Linked DNA regions of Oryctolagus cuniculus: region 2 is linked to region 1. The links are chromatin contacts, called in public Micro-C maps. All regions are on one chromosome and are shown on one strand. Each heading gives the region's core, a stretch centred on a gene start, on an enhancer-like site or on the middle of the called end of the contact. The rest is flanking DNA. Distances are from core to core; before and after follow the strand shown. Region 1 has its middle 19 kb from the start of CLTRN. Region 2 holds the start of AP1S2 (adaptor related protein complex 1 subunit sigma 2).

Region 1 (7,501 bases), core at 3,579-6,078:
TTTCCATAAGCTTTCTGAAGCACCCTCATACTTTGAAAATGCTTTTTAAAAAAGATTTATATATTTATTTGCACGGCAGAGTTACACAGAGAGAGAAGGAGAGGCAGAGAGAGAGAGAGGTCTTCCATCCACTAGTTCACTCCCCAGATGGCCACAATGGCTGGAGCTGTGCCGATCTGAAGCCAGGAGCCAGCAGCTTCTTCCAGGTCTCGTATGCGGGTGTAGGGGCCCAAGGACTTGGGCTATCTTCTACTGCCTTCCCAGGCCACAGCAGAGAGCTGGATTGGAAGAATAGCAGCCGGGACTAGAACCAGCGCCCATATGGGATGCCGGCACTGCAGGCGGTGGCTGTACTCGCTACGCCACATTTTTAAGAGTGTAAGATACCAAAAGCACATCATTCTCAGTTATGCAGAGCAAGGAGACAAACCGCATAATTTCATCCTTCCCCCTCTTCCCACACACCCTTGCTGTGAGCTGGTTGTGAACTAGCTCTTCTTCTTTGTACTGTCCTTGCCCAGCTTCATTTGAGTCAGAGGGGATAAGGCTACAGCTAAGTAAAAGGAAAGAGAATCACACCCGACAGGCCCTGTCCAGTGAAAGCAGGAAGCAGAGTACTTCCCATCACTGCTCTCCAAGGAACGTTTGAGGGATCAAGGCAGAACCATTCAACAGGCTATCAAAAAGCCTTCTGCCCCAACTAGTATTGTGCCAGTCTTTTGACCTGGTGTAATGTGCACTGTGTGGGCACCCCATTCCTCATGTACACACTCTACTCACAGAGGCTGAGATGTGTGGTCATCAGCTAGAAGTTCATGAACCCATGGAGATGCCCCATCTCAACACCTCCAGACCTAACTCCCTACCTGAGGTCTGTAGGCCACTGTATTGGTTTGCAATAGAGTACCATAGAATGGGAGACTTAAATTTCAGTAATTTATGATCTCACAGTTCTGGAGGCTCAAGTCTGAAATCCAAGTTGTCAACAACGTTTATGCCTTTGGAGGGTTACAGAAGATCTGTTCCGTAATAAACTCAGATGGTTTATTTTATTTGTTAACTTGGCTAGGCCACAGTACCCACATATTTGATTCCATACTATTAATGTCACTAAGAAGGTGATTTTTAGATGACATGAACATCTAAATCAGAAGACCCAGTAAAGCAGATAACCAGTCATGTGATTGGGCCTCATCCAATCTGTTGAAATCCTTAGGCGAAAAAAGACAGCCTTCAGAGTTGAGCTGCCAAGGTCAGCTCTTCCCTGAGTCTCCAGCTTGCCAGCCCCACACTCATACGACTCAGTTTCTTAAAAGAAATCTCTTTCGGGGCGGGTGCTGTGGTGTAGCATGTTAAGCCACCATGTGCAGCACTGTCACCCCATATGGGCACCGGTGCATGTCCCAGCTGCTCTGCTTCCTATCTTGCTCCCCACTAACACACCTGGGAAAGCAGCAGAAGATGGTCCAAGTCCTTGGGCTCCCTCACCCATGTAGGAGACCTGGGAGAAGTTCCTGGCTCCTGGCTTCAGCCTGCTCCAGCCCCGATCATTGTGGCCATTTGAGGAGTGAACCAGCGGATAGAAGATTTCTTTCTCTGTTTCTTCCTCTCTCTGTGTAACTCTGCCTTTCAAATAAATAAATAAATAAATCTTTTTTTTTTTTTAAAAAAAAAAAAGGACTCTCTCTCTCCGTATTCTGTATCTCTGGAGAACTCTGATTTAGCCTCTGGTTGCTTGGTTTGGAGCAGCATTAACTCCAGTCTCCAGAGGGGTAAGTTCACTATGTCTGAGGAGATGAGAAATTAAAGCCCTGTGAAAGTCTGGCTGACACTCTAAAAGACAGACAGCTAATACACTTTCTTTCTTTTCTTTTTTTTTTTTTTAGAGGCAGAGTGGACAGTGAGAGAGAGAGAGAGAGAAAGGTCTTCCTTTGCCGTTGGTTCACCCTCCAATGGCCGCCGCGGCCGGCGCGCTGCGGCCGGCACACCGCGCTGATCCAATGGCAGGAGCCAGGTACTTATCCTGGTCTCCCATGGGGTGCAGAGCCCAAGCACTTGGGCCATCCTCCACTGCACTCCTGGGCCACAGTAGAGAGCTGGCCTGGAAGAGGGGCAACCAGGACAGAATCCGGCACCCCGACCGGGACTAGAACCTGGTGTGCCGGCGCCGCTAGGCAGAGGATTAGCCTATTGAGCCACGGCGCCGGCCTATAATACACTTTCAGTATATTACCTGTAGCCAGACAAGAACATCTGGATTTTAAGTACCTTCATTATTGGAATTCACTGACCAGTTTTAAAGAGCAAGGGTCACTTGAGTTTCAAATCTGATTCTCTTTTTTTCTCTCCTTAACTTTTTATTAGGGAAAGAGTCAAACTTATACAAAAAGGGAGAATAATAGAATCAATCACCTGTATATTCAGTGCTCCATTCAACATTTCACGATTATGTGGCCAGATGGGCCCTAGGGGAGCTAAGCTTTCTGTGCTATCTTTTGCTATCACTAGTTATTTACGTATGCTCTGGATTTTATTAACACATCCTTTATCTGCTATTTTGCAGAAATAAAATATGTGTGACAAAATACTCTAGAAATATTTTAAAATCATTCATAAAACACCTATTTGTTAAATGTTTAAGAACTTTTTTTAAAAAGATTCATTTTATTTATTTGACAGGCAGAGTTACAGAGAGAGGTAGAGACAGAGAGAGAGGTCTTCCATCCTTTGGTTCACTCCCCAGATGGCCGCAACGGCCGGAGCTGCACCAATCCAAAGCCAGGAACCAGGAGCCAGGAACCAGGAGCCAGGAGCTTCTTCTGGGTCTCCCACGTGGGTGCAGGGGCCCAAGCACTTGGGCCATCCTCTACTGCTTTCCCAGGCCACAGCAGAGAGCTGAATATGAAGAGGAGCAGCCGGGACTATAACTAGCATGGCATTTCAGGCCAGGGCATTAACCCGCTGCGCCACAGCGCTGGCCCCAATGTTTAAGAACTTGAACTCTGCCTGTTGAAGACATTTACACCAAAAGAAAGAATTGACAAAAGGTTACAACTACACTGAAAAATTTCTTGTCATCAGACTGACCTTTCATTTTCTCATCTGCTGATTTCAAAAGGAAGCCAGTCGGTTGCAATTCCCTGAAATAAAAATTAGAGAGAGATTATGTTGTCATGTGTTATGAAAGTTTAGCTTCCTCCTCTCCTCCAGTCCTTCCCTGGAAACATGATCCCAATCTGGGATTGCCAAAGATCTCAAGATGCAGTTTTAATAATTGCTCTGTGTGGTGTGACAAGACATCCCAGTGTGGCCAATGAAATGCAACACCATTTTCCTCTTCCATCAGATTTCTAATATATTCATATTTACTTACAATTTACTCAATCTTTATTGCTCCACTTTGAGCAGTGGCAGCTTTTTGCCTGGCTCCAGGTAGAACAAGGACAGATGGGTAAAGGCACAGAGAATGGTACTCTTGCAGCTTTGGGTCTCTCAGTGAATTCCAGCCCAGTTACTGCTTCAAAAACATCCAGGCAAAGGAGGAAAGCCCTAGAAATATTTTAATCTCCAAAATATTCAACAACAGTGCAGCTTTTCTTCAGGTTTCAGAAGAGAAGGTGGGTAGGAAGAACTTCCATTTACTGTGCACTTGGATACAGGTTGCAAACAGTGGCTGCTCTGAGAGATGCAAGGGGGTAGCTTCTCTCACCAGGGATTTCTGACTATCGTCCAGGCTCCAGCAAGGACTTAACCAGCAAGGAGGAAATGGCCAGATTATCAGCAAATGAAGGAGAAGCAGAAAACAACATGGTTATAAACAACGGTGGCTGTACAACAATTTCTTTCCAAATTTAGATGTAAGCCTCTACCTTCGCCAACTTCAGGTATTTCTCCAGTCTTTCTTTCCAGCATTATAAACGTGACCGAATTACACTGATATCAATAGTAACTGCTTTCCAGCCACCTCAGGACAGCAGCACTTCATGCTGAACTCACATACATTCCCAGCCACCAGCAGTCTTTCTAGTTTGGAGGTTCCTCTCCAGCTCTGGTGCGGGGAACTAAAGCAAGGCTAGAAGACACTGAGCAGTGGAGAAGAGTCAGATTTGTCATAGGATGCAAGCGTTCGGTTGATTCTCCACTCCGGGAGTGGCTGTGAGTCTGTACACGACCCCTGGCATAGTCGTGGGAAAGACGGACAACTGTAACTTTCTTATCCCCGAAGGAGGGGTCATTCGCCGCCGCCACCCTCCCATGTCCATTCCTCAGAGAAGACCCGGTGGAATCCTGGCCATCCTCACGATGCCAGCATTTTCTCCAGCCCCGGGACCCATGGTGGTGCGAGGCCGTGTGTCTGTGTAAGCAGGGTTGGGACAAAGTCCTTGTCCTCTCTGGCTGCCCACACTCCATATAACCGCTGAGCTTACCGGAAAGATTTCCAGCAGCCCAAACCTTGTCGCTGGCTCCCGGACACGAGCCTACACAGCGCAGCCATCCAGGCCACGCCCCATCGCGATTCGCCACGCCCATATGCCGGGAAAACGTCGCAAATCCGGGCCAAGCCTCCGTCCTTCCGGCGTCCGTCACCGAGAGGCCGGAAGTCCCGCCCTGACAACGCTGCAGGCGCCCGAGCTCCTTTCTGTCCTCTGCAAGCTACCGGACCTGTATCTCTCTTCACCATGACTGTACATCTCCTGTCGCCGACACGGGCCTCCCACAGCGGTCACGCGCCCGCGCGGTAAACTTGCCCAGGCCCCGGCCCTCCGCCTGCTCCACCATTTATGTCACGCCCCCGTCTCTGCGTTCTACCCACGTCATTCTCCTCAGCTCCTCGCGCTGCTCCGCGGTCTGCCGCTTCACCCGTGGCCACTCCTCCACGCGCCGGCCAGGCCACGCCTCTGAGCGCCGTTCTTTGCACATCTCTCTGAACCCCTGGTCATGCCCATCCTGACCACCCCATAGCCCTCTCTGGTGCAGTCTGGTAACACTGCTGCTGTCCGCCTCTGACGCCCCATTCCCGCTTGCGATCTCCACCATCTTTGTCACCACCTCAGTGCTCGGGCTAAGTCTCGCCCTGCGATACCCTTACGGCAACCCCCGGACCCCCTCTGCTGGGCCTGTTCCTGACTGGCGGGTCCATTCCCTAGTCTCTGGCCAGCCCAGACTCTGGTTCATGTCACGTCCTTTTCATGCTTCATCCCACCTCCTCTCCATCCTGGCCAATGTTGGCGGTGCTCCTAGGCCACAAGCTAGAACCCCGTGACCAATATCGCCCACTTCTTCCTGCCCCTGTGCTTTTCCCTGCCTGACACCCTGGCCACGCCTTAGGTTCCCAGGCCACTCACTTTCTGTCTTTTTAAAGATTTATTTTATTTATTTGAAAGACAGACTTACAAAAAGGCAGACAGGCCTTCCACCTGCTGATTCGCTCCCGAAGTGGCCACAACAGCTGGAGCTGGGCCTATCGGGAGCCAGCTGGAGCTTCCAGGTCTCCTATGTGGGTGCAGGGACCCAAGGACTTGGGCCATCTTCCACTGCTTTCCTAAGCCACAGCAGAGAGCTGGATCAAAAGTGGAGCAGCTGGGACTCAAACTGGTGCCCATATGGGATGCCAGCACTGCAAGCAGAGGGTTTACCTGCCATGCCACAGCACCGGCCCCAAGAACAGTTTTCAACAAAGCATTCTTATTGAGCACACTCTGGCTCTGAGAACCCTATCTCATTTATATAAAATGTTTCAAAGGTCAGCCATAGTCATTTTTTGACAGAAAAAATAAACTCATAAGAAATGGGCCCACCTACAGCCTGCATAAATTCCTGCATTAATTTCAAAAACAATTTTTTGAGAAGCAGAGAGACAAGTGAGACAGACACACAGAGAAAGCCCTCATCCACAGGTTCATTCCCCATATGCCCAAATGGCTGGGGATTGTGCTGGGTCAAACTGGGAACTGGAAACAATCAAGGTCTCTCATGTGGGTGGCAGGGCTCCAACTACTTGAGTCATCATTGCTACCTGCCAGGATCTACATAAGTGGGAAGCTATAGTCAGGAGCTGGAGCCAAGAATTGAACCCAAGCACTCCAGTATGAGACTCAGGCATCTTAAGCACTATGCTACATGCCTGCCTCACTGCATTGGTCTTTTATAGCATTAGTTACACTTCACCTTCTTCTTCAGGTGATCTGACACAGCTTATCACAAAATGGACAGCACTATATAGAAGAAATTTCTGAAGGAACCAGAAGGAAAATTTATGGAGAGAGAATAATGCAGCAATGGTAGGATTAATTCTCAAGTATTCATGCTTTTGGATCCAGAACAGTTGTTGAAAGTAGGCAGAGATTTGACTCTAAGCTTCCAAATAGCCATAAGAAAGAAGAAACAATAATTATATCAAGGGTTTGCACTGTTCACATAAACCAATCAGGATTTTATTTCTCAGAAGCATAGTTTTTCTTGATTTTTACTCTTAAGGGACCTCTTGATTGTTCTTCGTGATGATACTGTGACTCAGCAGGAGATAAGTGTCATAAGAAGTTACCCACAGATGCCCTAAAAATATACTGTTGCCACAATCACAAAGCACAGTGTATTAAATCAGTTTTATGACTTTCCAAACTATCCTGTTCAACTGAGTACAGACCCTCAATAGTCTGGCTTGATTCAAGGTAGTATTTAGATCATCTTTCCTTATGTGGCAAGTAAATTTTAATTCACATGTCAATTCCCATGCATTCACATTAGCTGGCTGAATTAGTTGGGAAGTGTTGTGGCTAAGTCCACGCAGAGAAGGAAAAAGTTCTCTAACAGATTAACAATATCTTTCAAGGGTGCAAAAATGGACAAGTGGGTGCAAACAGCAACCTCCCTGACATCTGACATTGATAGTGATAGCAGTCTAATGTACACATCCTTTAGGCAGTCCACAAGACAACATTTCTCATTACAAGATTCTTGTTGAGATTCAGACAGTTGAGGGTTCAAGGTCATTATTGCTGAGTAAAACTCTGATATAATGCATATATCTTTTGTATTAACCAGAATGAAAGTAGATTAAAATGCTTTTAGAATAATGACGGCATATGGCCTAAAAGATCCCCAGCCCAATGCCCCTTACCACCCACTCCATACCTTTCTAGAGATTGGCAAAAGAAATACCAATATTCTGGGCTAAATATGACTCACCAGGGGCAAGTGTTTGGCATAATAGTTAAGAAACCATTTGGGATGCCAGCTCCCCATATTGAAGTGCCTGGGTTTGAATCCTGCCTCTGCTCCTGATTCTGGCTTCCTGGTAATACACATCCTGGGAGGCAACAGGTGATGACTTAAGTAGTTGTGTCCCTGCCATCCACATGGGATACGTGGATTGGTTTCTTGACTCCTGGCTTCAGCCTGGGCCCAGCTCTGTCTATTGTAGGCATTTGGGGAGTTAACCAGTGGATGGGAGATCTCTCTCCCTGCCTCCCCACCCCGTCTCTGTCTTTGCTCTCTGCTT
Region 2 (7,501 bases), core at 3,010-5,509, 180 kb before region 1:
CATGAATGGAGGATGGAATAGTCATCTCATGGATTTGGGTCCTTAAGCAGTTTGCATTAATATTCTGGGGTCACTTAAAAATATCATTTGGATAGTTTATTCTAGCTACTATTAATGAATACTGATGGCTTTATGGACCTACTGCTGGGAGAGAGAGAGAGAGAGAGAGAGAGAGAGAGAGAGATTCTTATATGAAGTTAATGCTTGTTCTATTTCTTGAAATGTCTACAAAAGACCTGTTACTACATATTAACCTTTTCAGTATGTAACCCAGGGTTTTCAACCTTGACACTATTGACATTCAATGCTGGATAATTCTTTGCTATGGGAGCTGTCATGTACACTGTAAGAAGTGGAGCAGCATCCCTGGCCTCTGCCCACTAGATGCCAGGCATATCTCCTACTCCCAGTTGTGACAATCAAAACGTCTCTAGACACTGCCAAGACTGTTTCCTTGGGGAGCAAATCACCCAGGCTGAGAATCACTCCTCTAGCCTAATATTAATAGAATAGTAATTTTCCTGCATTTTATTCAAAGCTATGGAAACAGGCTTCAAGGAAAAGCATATGTTCCACATTTCTCTTAGCTCACTGTTGAGGACTTTGGCAGTGACAGCTTCATCTATTTTGAAATGATTTGGTTCACAGATCATCATTATTTTGGGTCAGTTTTCTCCTTGGAACAACTTTATCTTTGGAGATGCAAATTCATGAACGCTAAGCATCTTTTTTAGACATAGTGTGATCTTCTACACTGACTCAGTGTTGAATTCCATTATTAGGCATTTTTATTTAATAATTTCTAAAAAACCTATAGACTGGCTAAAGGAACACTGAACGGGTCTGTCATATTCAGCAACTAACTGAATGGTTTTTATCTACTTCATTACAATGTTTTAAAATATTATGTAAGTAAAAATCTAAATAAAATATACTAATAGTCTTTACTGCATCCCACTCAAGATTCTGTCCCTGGAAAGAAACTCACCAATTGCTTCTGCAATCGACTTTTCGGTACCTAAAGGATTTGCTAACGGTAACAAAAGGGGTCCCTTCCCTTGGCGTTGTCACCAAATAATCTACCTCCAGCCAGAGCTGCCCAGAGGAAAGCTTTACTACTTCTGACAACAGACAGTGGGAAGGTAGAGCTCCCTAAAGAAATTGCCACCCTGAGAGCGGTTTGCTAGGACTCTTTTATCAAGGGTTAGGGGAGTGGCCAGGGTATAGAGAATGAGGAATTGGAGGGCCCTTCCTGCTTGCAATATACATCTTTATACATCAAATGTTCACAAGTCTGACTCAGCCCAGTTTCGCACAGCTTAACCCATTTTTTGTCTGTGGTGGCCTGCCCCTCCCCTCCCCGCCCTTTCCAGAACATCCTCTGAAAAGCAAGCTTACGCCAGTAAGCTGTCTCTGCTGGTATCCCAGTGCCCCCTTTTGCCTAAATTCCATACTCTTGGTTACACCAATTATTCTATTTCTTGATTATAGAAGTCATCTATTTTCTTCCTGTTAGGGCATAAAGATTTAGGACTAATTCAACCTCCTCTTCACTTCTGCTTCTTCTTATTCTATATTACAATTGTTACCTAAATCATTAGTGTTTCAATGATGAGCTGATAGTGTACCTTGACATCTTTACTGACAACCTCACAATAAGTTCCCCTCCCTTATTATCCATGTGGGCATGCTTTAAACTTTCCTTTCTTTTCTTCTTTTTCATTGAATGGTGATTTCAGAGAGAGAAGGGATAAAAAGCATGTGGCCATCACACATTCAGCAGGAAACTAAGGTGATTTTGGAACACTTTCGAATGATTACACAAAGTCTCAAAATTCTATTGTTAGAAGGCAGAATGCCTATTTCACCCTCACCTCTTGTGTTTAGCATAACTGACAGGCAGGGATTTTTTTTAACATCTAAGAAACAAGAATAAAATTTTTAATTTTTATAAAAATTCTTTTATTACTATTTTTATAATTTTTGTATCATTATTAACAAGAAATTAGGACCATCCAGAAAACAAAAACAAAGGAGTAAAAGCAGATACCCTATTGACATGACAGATGAAAAAGATACTAGGTGAGAAAGAACATGTATATAATAAAGCCTACAATTTGGAAATTGTGGAAATCAAAGTCAAGCAGTTAATTACTAACAAAGATGGCAACCGTGTTTCTTTTGTCTTTCACAGTGAATGCACAATTAGCACTTAATACTAAGACTGGGGAATAAACCATCTATAATCTACTGAAAAAGACCATCTGCTTCTGTAAATTTTGTTCTCATACACTTGCCAAAGGAAGAGAACATATTAACAAAATAATGGGCCCTGCACTGTTAATTGCTAGGTTGTTTGCAGTTGTGCTGTTGCTATTAGAATTTAATAAGCCATTCCTTCTGCTAAATTAATAGGCAGCCAAGATTATGTAATAGCTGCTTTCAGCTGCTAATTATTTTTCCCATAATTCCCTCCCCTCCCTGCCCCCACTCCCACTTCTTTTTTTTTTTTTTTTTTTTGACTAGGAACACGGAGAGGAGATTGCCAGTATGTCATCAGCAAGTCCCTAGTCCTCATTTTCAGAGCCATACACCAACATTAGGTGCATAACCGATGAGTTTAAATTTGGAGGCAGCTATGTCAAGAACGTTGAATACACACGTACTTTGTACAGAAAAAAAAAAAGGCAGCATTCGGAATCAGAGGGCAAGTTTTTATTTCATAGTATTGCAGCTATCTTTGAACTGGTTAGTGGCATCTGTTTCAAGTAGTAAGGGAGAAATGGGACATTAGCAAGCACATCTGGGGCATGTTTAGGCAGGGAGAAATTTGGGCAGGGGGCCTAAAGAACTATAGAAAGCTAGCTCTGTGGTTTTTGTCGACCCCTTTGTAATATTCCAGTATACATTAATCATACATGTCACCAGGGAACTTTCCAAGTGGCACAGTAATGCAGAAATGGAGAAGCATTACATTTTTTATTTTGCCAAACAAGGGCATTTTCAAATGCCTCCAAACCGCTATTTAGTATCTTAGTTTCATGTTTATTGTAATAACCCTCTCTTCCCTTGCACAGATAACATGATCTCTAATAAAGGGTTCCTTCAAGTTGACTGAATTTACTTTCATGGAAAAAATTTGCGATTTTTACTTTGGGCCATTAAAAAAAATCTGACAACTACGTTTTACAAACCTCTGCAAAAAGGGCATGGCCCAACAAAAGCAATTTTCTAGCTTCCTTTGTAGGAACCCAGTTGACTGGAGTAATGAATAGCATTCGACATGGGAAACCCGTGGCTGTTCAAGCAAGGTCACCTAATCCCGTGGGGCTCCCCTTTCCTTATCTATAAAAGATGAGTTGGACTAGATGATTCATTCATTCCATCATTCAAACACCAAGTATGAACACTGATTACGTGCCCAGCAGTGTGCTCAGCATCACGGCCCTTAACAAATCTATCATTCATTTCAGTCTTTACCAGCCAACTTGTGTTACACACCAAGCAGTGAACTAAGTTGGAATGCAAAATGAATAAATCCAAGACGTGCTAAATACAGACTAATGGACATGTTGGTGAAAAACGTATTCGTTCTTACAGGGTTTTAGGGTGACGCTTCATACTTGTGACATTTGAGAGGAAGGGCATGTCAGGCAGAGCAAGTCGTTGGCCAGGCTAAACCCAGGCGGCTGGTGGGAGCGATCCCGTGTGAAGCAAGCGGGATCTCGAAGACGAAGTGGTGTCTGGGCTTTTCAGCTGAGGACATAACTCATCCAGTCCGCAGCCCTGAAGATGGGCGAGGCAAGCCCAGGGTGCGAAGCTTGTGGTAAAAAGTGTCTGGGCTAGGGCTGTAGCACTGCGATGGGAAGGAGAGGCCGTCTACCTAGCAAAAGGCCCTGTGAACGCATGCAAGGGCTCCGCGAAAGAGCTGCCTTGCTTTCCCCAGAGTTGCAGCACTCCCTTTCTCCTCCCACCATCATCACCGGCCGTCACACCTCCCTATCCCACCCTCTTGGGACACGGAGAGTCATCGGAGCTCGAACTTGGCTCTTCGCGTTCAGAACCTTCTCTGCCTCGAACCACAGGGTCGCCTAAGGTCGCCGCGGAACCACGTCCTCCCGTCACCAAAAGAGCCAAGGCAGCCACCCGCTCGCGTCCCGAAGGCACGAGCCTGAGTACGCAGGCGCGCTGGCTGCTGCCGAGGCCGCTTCCGGGTCACGTGGCCCAACTTCCGGTTCGCACCACTCCTCTCGGTGACGACGCGGCCAATCGGTTTCGTCGGACTACGCGGTCGCCTGCGCCGCCTCCGGGTGCCGTTGGCTGCCGTTGGGCCGCTTCCCGCGCGTCGTCCAGCCCGCCTCTCCGCTAGCCGCAGCCCCAGCTCCTCCCTCGTCCGGCCCCTGGGGCGGAGTCTGTTGGCTCGCCCTCCCCTCGCCGCCTAAGCCTGCTTTCCGACAACTGGGTCCCCTCCCCACAGCAACACGGCGTCTCCTACTCGCCGCGGCGACAGGGGTTTCCCCTCAGCCGCCGCCGCTGCCGGCCGAGCCCAGCCGCACCCGCGGCCCGCGGCTGCCGTAAGTCCCGAGGGCGAGTGGGGACGCTGGGGATGGGGATGGGGAGGGGGAGGGATGGCTGGGCGCGCCCCCCGCCGCCCCGCGCGCGCTCCGACGACCCCACCCCGAGCCCGCCGGCCCGCCACCTGGGCGCCGCGCCCCACAACTCACTTCTTTCCACGTCGGCCCCCCGCAAACCACTGCGCGGCGCCTGGGAATGCGGGGTCTAGTCCGGGGCTCCGCCGGGGCGCCGCGGCACCTGTGGTTCGGGAATCGTCTCAAGTTTTGCGGGGCGTTTTAGGGAGGGGCTGGCGGCCGGGGACGGCGGCGGCCGAGAACTCTTGGCGCCCCCCTGCGCGGCGGCGGATGCCATTGTCTGCTCCGCTCCTTGCCTGTCACCTCGCTCAGGCTTGGTCAGTGATGGAGTGTAGCCCCGGAAGGGGGGGAGGCATCGGAGACGGCGGGACCCAAGGAAAGCTGGTCCCGAGCTCGCTCCGAGGCTGAGCCCATTGTTTTTAAATGCCCGTTTCCCAGAATTGTGGTACCCTGTGATTTGCGGCACAATCAAAGCATTCGTGTTTAATAAGACAGGATACTTGTGCCTTGCAACCGGATTTCGTCCCATGTTAGTACATAATTTATTTTGAGAGAATACGTTGTGTTTTCTTCTTGTAAAGTGGTAGGGCAGATACAGGACCCTGCTCCCGACAGCCTTGAACCCAGACTCTTTTTGGCAAGCAAACCCCCGCCCCTCCTGGCCACCGAGATCAAGGAATACGAGGTTCATTCTCTTCCAAGTTCTGGTAACGGGTTTGCTTTAAATGTCCAGTTGATGCTTCGCTTGCTGCCCCCTTTTCGAATGCCGCTGATTTTGCAACTTACATGGAGGCACTTTGATATCCCTGAGTAATGTCCGTGTATTTTGTGCCACTGAAGCATGTTACGAGCGGTAATAAGCCTTAAGTTTAATAAAGTTAAAATTGTCATGTCGTAAATTGCCAAGTATCTGGTTGATGTCTTTTTGCATTATTTTAATTTCATATCAAATAATTTCATATAGAAATTTAGGGCTCATTTTATTCTATATTGATTGTATAAATTCTCTCTCCCCATGTTCAAGATGGTGTGAGTTTTAAGAATCAGGCTTGAATCTTCTTTGCCATGCTTAAAAGAAAACAGAATACGTATCTGAATTCTATCTTTACATTATCTTGTAGAAATAATACTGTTTGCAGTTGATGACCAGTTGACTTACCATAAGCTTGCCTTTAACAGAACATTCAGACTAATCAACAGATTTGCAGGTTCCAAATAAATACACACAAATTAGGTTAGGTGTTAAAAACACTAGAATTCAGTATCCAATCCATCTGTAGATGCTGTTTTTTATTGTTTTAAATGTAATATTTCATATAATGCCCCTGAATATATCTAATTATTATTTTGACATTTTAAAGATTTGATTTTCATAATATTACATTAACCTGACTCTTAATTATGTGCATATTTATGTTTTTAAAAATGAGATGAAAACAGATACTTTAAGATCAGGATCTTATTAAGAAAAACATGTATTTGTGAGATCCTCTTTTTTGGTGAATATTTTAGCTCATTCTGTTTTTTTTAAAATATGCTAGCATAAATGGAAGAGAGCATTCAAAGTCTACAAGTAATTCACCCTGGGACTAGAAAAGCCTTGGGCTGAAAAATAGTAGATTGCCTGTTTCTTTCAAATGTACCTAAACCAATTGATATCTACAGTTCTCTTTTGATGCATATAGGGAGTGTGGACTGTATGAGCACAGGTAGAAAATAGTTTCTAAATTACAAGGGACAGCTTTTTGTTCAAAAATTTCACTGCAATATACCTGTTTTTTCTTTTTTTTCCCACCCATTCCTCTCCAAACTTATGTGGAACAGAGTGAGATGGGAAGGGAAGGGTTGTATCTAGCAGAAAGATCTTTCTAAAAGAATTTCCTGCTATTTCAAGTGACATAAAAATAATGATAGCTGCTAATTGTCAGTTTAATGCCCTGCTCTCACAGGTTCCTCTGAAAAACATGTATTAACCGTATTGAGTCAAAGTACCGCATGTGATCTTTACTTTACTTGTCTTAACAGATGCAGTTTATGCTGCTTTTTAGTCGTCAGGGGAAGCTTCGACTGCAGAAATGGTATGTCCCACTGTCAGACAAAGAGAAGAAAAAGATCACAAGAGAACTTGTTCAGACTGTTTTAGCACGGAAACCTAAAATGTGCAGCTTTCTTGAGTGGCGAGATCTGAAGATTGTTTACAAAAGGTATAGTTTTTATTTATCAGAAAGGTGTAATAAAAGAGTCAATTGTTAGGTCATTTGTAACATGGAGATGTCAGACTTTTGTTGATCACATTTAGAAATAATGATTAATAAAGATTTAGGAGAAAAATATTTAGAGTAAAGCAGTAAAGCTTTGTATTTTTAAAATAACTGCTGTTTTGATTGATTATCCAGGCTAAAATGATAAAAGGGAAATCATTTTAGAACTAATTATATAATTAAAGACATAAATGACTATTTATAATCATCTTTTTAGAAAAACCCAGTTCATTTCATTGCAGGAGGAAATAGGGTCAGAATTTTAAATTATGTGAGAAATTCTCTGAATTTAGAGAAGCATAGATAACAGTCTAATCCCTTCTCCCTGCAAATCTATAAAATAATAACTGATATTTGACATGCCTTTTATCTGACTATTAGAATCTTCTAAATATCTTGGGAACATAGACTTTCAACCATACAAATGTTTAAAAACTTTGCATATACACAGGATCTGTTTTGTTAGTAGTGTGTATTAATTCAAAATACACTTGTTGCTCTGGTAGAGATATGATTAGATATAATATATCATTTTGCCAAGGAAGTTTTTTTTAATTTTATATTGGAGAATGACTATTAGATTGGTTTTTT

What was found. A called contact is a pair of places that touch in the nucleus more often than the background predicts.
Region 2: a Micro-C map of ear pinna shows a contact between it and region 1, with 2.8 times the contacts expected there. The contact joins the promoter of AP1S2 here to the enhancer-like site in region 1. A contact is called at or near these places in 2 of 6 Hi-C or Micro-C datasets (ear pinna and an unstated tissue).

The regions. Positions count from the first base shown.
Region 1 is chrX:1,821,623-1,829,123 of mOryCun1.1, reverse strand. No RefSeq gene overlaps it. Among named protein-coding and RNA genes, the nearest start is that of CLTRN, 19 kb to the right of the region's middle. Within about 2 kb of position 4,828, at least 8 of the 8 cell types and tissues checked have an H3K27ac peak or open chromatin away from gene starts, as enhancers often do. A contact at or near this core is called in ear pinna, where this site is marked.
Region 2 is chrX:1,996,989-2,004,489 of mOryCun1.1, reverse strand. AP1S2 (adaptor related protein complex 1 subunit sigma 2) reads left to right here and starts at 4,259. Exons shown (of 6, transcript XR_007912139.2): 1 at 4,259-4,574; 2 at 6,675-6,853. It overlaps LOC138847720 (a long non-coding RNA gene), which reads right to left and starts at 4,842. Exons shown (of 4, transcript XR_011385664.1): 1 at 4,725-4,842.